2 separate regions of the Sus scrofa genome follow, and region 2 is linked to region 1. Evidence: chromatin contacts called from public HiChIP or PLAC-seq data. All regions are on one chromosome and are shown on one strand. Each heading gives the region's core, a stretch centred on a gene start, on an enhancer-like site or on the middle of the called end of the contact. The rest is flanking DNA. Distances are from core to core; before and after follow the strand shown.

Region 1 (4,335 bases), core at 897-3,396:
ACCCCAGCATCCAAAACAGGCCTCAAGCTCCAGTGGACAGGATCCATCCACACGTGCCCTTTGGGCCCTCCAACAGACCCGATAGGAAACGGGCGTGCTTCCCAAGCTGTTCTCAGACACCACGCTAGTTCTGACAGTTGCTTCCTCGGGTCAGGAACAGTCCAGGGACTTTAAGTCCCCCAGGCCTACAGGTACAGAAAGAAAACCTAGAGCCAGGCTGTGGTTGCATTTCCCAACACTTTCTGTTTTGTTCGGTCTCTGTGCTGAGGGAGGAGCAACTAAGAATACAAGCCACCCCCAAGCAAGGATGGAACAAAAAGACAGTGAGCTGTCTGGGGCTTTTCCTAAAAGAGGAAGTCTTTTGACCCTGTATGACCCCAGGGCTGCAATGATGAAAACTGTGTGTGTGCATGCGCGTGAGCGTGCCTGAAATGCCTGAGCAAAACTTTGCAAAACCATCATACCTCTATTTGACATGCCTTCTGGTGACGTCAGCGACCCCTGAAGCACCCCCCTCCCCCAGCAGGCTGCCAAGGGAGTAACCGCGCAGAAAAGGCAACAGCGTGAACTCTACAGCCTGGTTCTAAATCCCAGCTCTATCACTTATTAGCTGTGTGGCCTTGGGTAAGTTATGAAGCCCATCTGTTCCTATAAGGCTTTGCAAGGATTAGATAAGTAACCATGTAAAATGTCTAGCATAGTCTAGAACAGTACATCTCACATGTACTTTGGGTCACAGGCACAAATTTTCCAAACCATAGGTATCAAAAATTTTTAAAGGATATTTTTGACCCTCACCATGGGTCAGATGTTTCCTAAGCAATTTAACCATGTATGAAACATATTTTCTAACAAAAATAAATAAACTTTTTTAAAAATTGAAAAACACTACAGTGATCTCAATCTGTTACATATATAAATGTAATATTCTAGTAAAAAACCAATTAAGAAGATAAGAACGCTGTGTGAAGTTGTACAAATAAATTACTTTCCGGATACATCTAAATTATGAAAAACCTAAAAGCATTTTTGAAAAATCCATCACTTTTTAAAACAGTTTTTTCTAGAAGAATTCATAGAAGGCAGTAAGGACCAAAAAGGGTAGACTGACTTTTAAGAAAACATTTCATAAATGTGAAATCACACTGGGTCCGCTGGGTGTGTTTGGCCCCAGACCCAGGTACCTAGGTAGCATCAGATTCTGCAATTCAGCAAAGCAAGAACCATGGACAGATTTCAAAGCATATGGACTCAGGCTCATACCGCACGTTCAAACCTTCTTTCCATATGGAAAATGGGAAAAAGAAGCAACCCTATTTTTCCCTGAATCAGCGTGTCCTCTGAGCACTTGCCTTTGCAGTAAAGTCTGAAAGACATGACTTCTTTTGGGAGTTAAGTGGGAAGTTCATTTCAGACTGTCCATCTTTGCATGAAGAGGTGGGTATCCCTGGAGCCATTCAGCTAAGTCGGCAGTACGAAAGCCCAGAAAAGACATCTCAGGCCTCAGGTACACTGAGAAAGTACAGAAAAAGGCAAATAAGATGGTGCCTGTGAGAACTGCGGACAGCAAAGTGGATCACTGAGATACTACACAGGGAAGCCTGGGGACGAGGAACACGGCAGGAGGTGGACAGGATCCGAATTATCTCAGTTGTTTTCAGCCCCCAAATCACTGTGTACCTGCCACGGCCTTGTGATTCTCTATGACCGACCATGGCTATGTCTGTCCCACCGGGACCACAGGAAAGACAAGAGGACGTGAGGAGAAAGAAGATGGCCATGCTTCAGTACTTACGTTTGAAAAGTCAAGTAACAGGGATTCTTAGAAGGGCCGGCATACTGGAACCTTCTAAGAAAAACTATTTACATAAAATGACAAAGTTATTTACTGCCATCTGATTTCAGCTCCATTCGGGGCCAACGATGTTGAAAACCAATGACTTCCCCAAAGATAGAAGCCTAAAAATGGTTTGCTCTGAAAATGGCTGGCATTGAAGGGCGTGGCCTGGCTCCCCCACCCCGCCCGCCGCCCGTCCCCCCCATGAGAATGATCGACTCCCTCCCTCATTCCACATCCACAGGGTCCCTGACAGCTTCCTTCTTGCTGCTACTTTTCCTGAGGGGATTTCCTTTGAGCTGTCCCCTCAGCCACTAAACTCTCTGTAAAGATTCTCCTCCTCCTCTTCTTCTTCCCCTTTCTTCTTCTTCTTCTATACTTATTATACTACTTATTATCATATACGTCATTATAGAGCCATTCCGTTCAGCTCTTGATGTTCAAATCGAGTTGAGATCCAACACACAAACTATAACCGTAGGCGCTCGTGATTCTACTCCTACAAGACGCCATCCTGATTACCAATGAATTCCAACTGGAAACAAGAGCCAAAACCGCTACTCACTCTAAAGACAACACGACCTCTGAATCAAGAACACATCTCTCCTCTACAGGGTGCATAAACGTCTTCAAATAATTTTAAAAGATACTCACTGCCATTAAACGAGTTCCAAATGGCACCTGGAAATTGGGTTTGTTCCACTCCATTGTCACCATATCCTCCTCTCTGCCAACCCCTTCCTGGACCACACTGGTTTCCATCCCCCTTTGCTGAAGCCGAAGGTGCGGAGAGAGCTGAGGTCTCGCGTCAAGCACACCTGACTAGACTGTCACCACTCACAACCTGTAACTTCTCCAAGTCTTAGTCTCTTCATCTATAAACAGAGATCTTAAGCAACTTGGCAGAGCTACTGTGAGGAAGAAATAGATAAAGGGCAGCTTCTCTCAAGAGGAAAAGTATGGGGCATGATTGCTTGGGCATCCCCTGAGATTTCCCCAGAGAAATTCCGGAGAGCAGAGCCAGTGCCCCACCTGAGAGCAGGGTGGACACAGCCAGATTCTTCACAAGGAGCAGGCGGGCACCCAGGGTCCGAGTTCTGGAATATGAGCGTTATCTCCAGCTTGCACGGGGCTGGCCAGATTAACCTTCCCAAACGTCTTAGCACCAGGCTCAAAACCCTGCAGTGGCTTCCCGGGTCCACTGAATAAAATCTGGACTCTTAGTCATCGTTAACTCAGCCCATGTCTCACTTTTTGAGTTCTTATCCCTCAGACGCCTTTCACCTTCTAAACTCAAGCAAAGCTCACAGCTTTCCTAACCCTAACCCTAACCCTAACCTGTGAACAGTCCTTGTGAGCAGGAATGGCTTCTGACTGCTCTTTAGACTTCCCCAGATATCAAGTACAGTACCTTGCACGTGATGCTATGTAATAATTATGTATTGATGAGGAAATAGAGGAATCCTTCCTGGAGAACCTTCTGGGAGCAGGGGATAGGCTGGAAAAGGCAGATGTTATGAACCATGTGTTGTGATGGATAAAACTTAAGATGAACAAGTGATAAACAAGTGGGAGGGTGGGGGATGATGACAAAAAAGCATGCAACCTAAAAAAGAATAATTTTACTCTTTTTGTGACCTTTCCCAGGTGAACCGAGTTAAGCATCTTCACAAACCTTTGAGTTACATTTATTTAACATTTCATTCAAAAAATCTTATGGAGCCAAGCAAGTTCTGTGAAAAGCTCTTTGGGAGATAAAAAGATGATGAGGACGTGATCTCTCTTCTCAAAAGGGCTCCATTTTTGGAATTCCCACTGTGGCTCAGCAGGTTAAGCATCCAACATAGTATCCATGAGGATTTGGGTTCAATCCCTGGCCTTGCCCCAGTAGGTTAAGGGATTAGTGTTGCCACAAGCTGCGGTGTGGGTCACTATTGCTGTGGCTGCAGCTGCAGCTCTAATTCGATCCCTAGCCTGAGAACTTCCATATGCCCGTAAAAAGAAAAAAAAAAAAAAGCCACGCTGTAGTGATGGGGACAGGAACATAAGCAACCAACTCTAAAACAAGGCAGCGGGTCCTGAAGGTGATACTAGAGAAACAAACCAAAGATGATAAAACTTGCCAGGATGCACCTCCCCTTACAACACATCCCACGATCACTGAACTCAACCAGCTCATTCAACACAACACAACTGGTTCTTGGTTCATTCTCTGCATCAAACTCACCCCAGTCATTCCACCTTCACAATCACAGGACCCTGCTTATTATAAAGGCAGGGGTTTTGGAACATATTTGTGGGGAGTTTATTATGTCAAAGCCTGGAAGAGAGAAAACACTGGGGGGCTTCAAAGAAGAAGGGGCATGTGAAGCGGGCCTGGAAAGGCAGGGGATTCTCTGGCAGAAAGGAAGGAAAAACATTCCAAACAAAAGGAAGAATAACAACAAAGGCAAGAGAGAGGAAGGGATGGCACATTTGAACTGTGAGTAATCAGAGAA
Region 2 (4,335 bases), core at 899-3,398, 370 kb after region 1:
CCCTGGTGCTCGGGATAGATCCTGACCTCCTCATGGAGGTCCAGACAGGTACACAGGACATAAGAACAGTGTGATGAAGTACAGTTCCCAGAAAAGGAGTGATGCTGTGGGTACATGGGCTTCCTTGCACTAAGTAGTTGAAAGTGAGTGAAAGAAAGAATGGATGAATGGATGCAATCACATATAAGGAACTCCTATAGCGCTTCCAAATCTGGAATTCATTTGTTGTATGACACACAGAGCTACTAGTATCTTGGGAGAATGAGACTGGGGTAAACTCAGTTGTTCAACTTGGTTAACGAGAGGGCTTGGTAACATGAAATATAGTCCAGCATTCTGGAGCCTAGTTCTCCTCCTCCACTGGTCTCTGTGACTTTAGGGAAGATACAGAGACACTTTAAACTATAGAAAACACAAAATAATGGTGTTTGGCAAAGAGCTCTCTATGGTTCTTCTAGATCCATAATTCTTTGTCCGATGTGCAGATTTTTATCTCTATATTTCCCTCTACTGCAGACACTGAACTTTCCTACCTCAGGGCCTTTGCACATGCTGTTCGCTCTGCTTGGAATGGCCTTGCTCTTAATCGTCACATGGACAGCTCCTCCCCATGTGTTAGGCCCCAATTTCATCTTTTCAAAGATCACTTTGTGAAAGCTAAGCGTCTCTGTTAGTCTTTGCTTCCTTCCCAGATTTTATCATAATTTCCAGGTTTTTATCTGAAACTGTAAGCTTTGTAAAGCAGGGAACAGTGTCTGTCTTATATCTCTAGGGTCTAGCACCTGGGAAGCAGTGGGTTCGCATAAGGATATGTTGAATGAATTGATGAAAAAGTTCTTTCATTCTACCATATTCTAATTTCTTGAGTTGAATGGGAGGTGGCATAGTAACCTCTAAGGTCCCCGTTTCTGGCACAGACAACAGCTGCGTCTTGTCCAGGACCAACTTGGCACACTCTCCCCCTGACCCCACAAACCCATTTTCAGGGGAGGGGAGTGCTTGCACTTGTGTTGCTGCAACATGTACGTGATTGCAGGCTGTGGTGGCGGGTTTTGGAGGCAGTTAATCCTGTTTCCAAATCTGGATATTTCAGAGATGTCGCTGCCCAAGACACTTGCTTTTCTGCCTGGATATAATTTTTGCAAAAATGATAATTATTCATAGCAATTTACACAACTGCCATACAATTCTGCTGGGACGAAAGTAGCAGCGTTGACAAGAAGCTTGCCAATTATGTATTATTTTGGGCCCCTTTGGCACAAATCTATTCTCCGACGGACCAACAGTGATCTTCCTTTGGGCCTTTTCCTTTCTGTGATCCCCCCCCCGACTTCTGCTTTTAAATTGAACTTTGGTGGCTACAGCTAGCTTAATTTAGGAGTTACCGCAGAGAGCCTAGCGCCTTGCTCAAGCACTGACTCATCTCTCCATTCATTTTATCAATGACATCAGCCCAGGCTGGAAATAAATGCTGAGGAAAAGCCAGTTAGTGGGAACAGACAAAGTTTTTTTAATTGTTTAACTGGGCTCTGCAAATTAAGAGTTATCTTGAAAAGGTTTTCAAGGTCATCATTGAATCAAATGTTCTCTTGCCTTCCCGCTGATGTTTAGACCTCCAAGGATGCCGTAGAACAATGGAACACGGAGCGCTGGCTGAGCTGTAGACAAGATTCACTCCAAAAACTCATTTTGCTGGCCCAGATGGTGGGGCGGCTTGCCTGCAGCACAGGGCCCGGTTGTGCCGGAGGTGGGGACTGAAACCCTGGTCCGAGGTGCCCCAGTGCAGCCTTGGCAGCTCGTCTGCCCCTCACCGTGCAGCCCAAGCCCTTCATGTTCACCCGGCTCATCTCCATGCCTGCCCATCAGCGTGGGTCGGGGGGAGGCTTGGTGCAGAGGAAGCAACCTATTCGCTTTCTATTGCTGGGGCTGCTGCCACAGAGCACCGCACTGGCGGCTCACGGTTCTGCAGGCCTGAAGCCCAAGACACATCGGGTGCTGGTGGGCTGGCTGCTTCTTGGGGCTGGAATGGGGGATCTGCTCCAGGCTGCTCTCCCAGCTTCTGGTGGCCCTGGGTTCCTTGGCTATGCGAGCATAGCCCCAGTGTCTGACTCCACCCTCACATGGCCTCTTCCCCTGTGTGTCTTCACGTCACCTTCCCTCTGTCTCACGTCCAGATTTCCCCTTTTTATAAAAGACATCAGTCTTCCTGGAATAGGGCCCACCCTTATTTTCACTTGAATTTCTCTGTAGAGAACCTATTTCCACACAGGGCCACCTTCTACTGGGGGACATCCTATCTCTTTTGGGGGGAACACAATTCACCTCATAACATCACCTAATCCCTTTGCTCTGTCAGCTGAACTGCGAGACTACTATCGGCCAGGGGTGAAGAGGGCGAAGACAGATAATGAAACAATAGCTGAGGGGCGTCTTTCTTAACCCAGGTGGAGCTAAAACACAGAAGCAGATGCCAGGGGAAATTGAAAAGCTTTGGCATTACAATCCGGGTTCTTGTTATTTGCTTTCAACATTCTCCCTGACCAAGTTTTCTAGCATTTAGATATCAATTCATCACAATTTACTGAGCACATACCATGGGCAAGGCACTCTTCTAGGGGCTGGATACCCAGCAATGGACAAAACAAAACAGTAACTCTGGCCCGCGTGGGGTTTACGTTCTAGTTGCTAGAGAGAAACCTAAATAGGTCAGATGACAGTACGTGTTGCCAGGAGAAACAAAGCAAGGAAGGGGGAGAGGGCTAAGGGAGAGGAGTAACACAAGTTTAGCTTAGACAGCGAGGGAAGAGCTTCCTGAGGAGGCGACACTTGACAAGACCTAAAGGAGCTGGGAGAGGCCAGCTCTGGGGGAAAAGTAGGCGAGGCAGAAGGAACCGCAGTTACAAAGGCCCTGACATTGGAGGGTGCCCAGAGCACCTGGGGACCAGCAAGGAGGCCAGCACGACTGCAGCAAAGGGAGTGAGGGGAAGGGCAGGAGGAGCTGAGCCTCCGGTGGGTGTAGGCAAGTGCTCGGGACCACAGGCCTTAGAGGATGTGTAAGGACACTGGCTTTTCACTCTGAGCAATGGCAGCCAATGATGAGTTTTGTGGGTTTTGTTTTGTTTTGGTTTTGGTTTTTGTGGTTTTTTTGTTTTGGTTTTTTTTTTTTTTTGTCTTTTTGCTATTTCTTTGGGCTGCTCCCGCGGCATGTGGAGGTTCCCAGGCTAGGGGTCCAATCGGAGCTGTAGTCGCCAGCCTACGCCAGAGCCACAGCAACACGGGATCCGAGCCGAGTCTGCAACCTACACCACAGCTCACGGCAACACCAGATCCTTAACCCACTGAGCAAGGCCAGGGATCGAACCCGCAACCTCATGGTTCCTAGTTGGATTCATTAACCACTGCGCCACGACGGGAACTCCTGTTTTGTTTGTTTTTTAGGGCCGCACTCATGGTATATGGAGGTTTCCAGACTGGGGTCAAATCAGAAAATCACCAGAGCTACAGCTGCCGGCCTACACCACAGCCCAGCAACGCAGTATCCGAGCTGTGTCTGTGACCTACACCACAGCTCACGGCAATGCTGGATCCGTAACCCACTGAGCGAGGCCAGGGATCGAACCCGAAACCTCATGGTTCCTAGTTGGATTCGTTTCCACTGTGCCACAATGGGAACTCCAGCCAATGACAAGTTTTGAGTAAAGGAGTGACATGCTCTGACTTGCATTTTAAAAGAATGCCTTTTGGAGTTCCCATCGTGGCGCAGCACAAATGAGTCAGACTAGGAACCATGAGGATGCAGATTTGATCCCTGGCCTCACTCAGCGGGTTAAGGATCTGGCATTGCTGTGAGCTGTGGTGCTGTGGTGTAGGTCGCAGACATGGCTGCGATCTGGCATTGCTGTGGCTGTGGTGTAGGCCGGCAGCTGTAGCTCCAATTAGACCCCTAGCCCGAGAACCTCCACATGCTGCTGGTGCAGCCCTAAAAAGCAAAAATAAACAAACAAACAAGCAAACAAGCAAATAAAAATTAAAATTAAAAAAAAAAAGAAAAGAATGTCTTTGGCTGGTGCACTGAGACAGACGTGAGGGCAGCAGGGGTGGCAAGAGGGAGGTCAGCCCAGAGCAATGGTGGGGGTCTAGGCAGGAGGAGGTGAGTGGACAAGGTGAAATGGGATTGTGTTCCAGCATCTAGAGACTGTGAAGGTGGAGCCCGCCTGCTTTCCTAATGGACTGGATGTAGCTTGTGAGAGGAAGGATTGGTCCCAGATTTTTGGCTTGAGCAACTGGAAGGATGGGACCAAGAAGTGCCAAACAAGGATTTGGCAGAGAAAGAGT

The links. HiChIP or PLAC-seq counts read pairs in DNA pulled down with a chosen protein or histone mark.
Region 2: a contact with region 1 is called in an H3K27ac HiChIP or PLAC-seq map of alveolar macrophages. The contact joins two enhancer-like sites. A contact is called at or near these places in 1 of 47 Hi-C or Micro-C datasets (liver) and 1 of 2 datasets of contacts at active chromatin or transcription factors (alveolar macrophages).

What each region holds. Positions count from the first base shown.
Region 1 is chr15:45,612,980-45,617,314 of Sscrofa11.1, forward strand. All of the region lies in intron 4 of IRF2 (interferon regulatory factor 2), which reads right to left. Among named protein-coding and RNA genes, the nearest start is that of IRF2, 78 kb to the right of the region's middle. Within about 2 kb of position 2,147, at least 1 of the 83 cell types and tissues checked has an H3K27ac peak or open chromatin away from gene starts, as enhancers often do. A contact at or near this core is called in alveolar macrophages, where this site is marked.
Region 2 is chr15:45,981,568-45,985,902 of Sscrofa11.1, forward strand. No RefSeq gene overlaps it. Among named protein-coding and RNA genes, the nearest start is that of ACSL1, 51 kb to the left of the region's middle. Within about 2 kb of position 2,149, at least 3 of the 83 cell types and tissues checked have an H3K27ac peak or open chromatin away from gene starts, as enhancers often do. A contact at or near this core is called in alveolar macrophages, where this site is marked.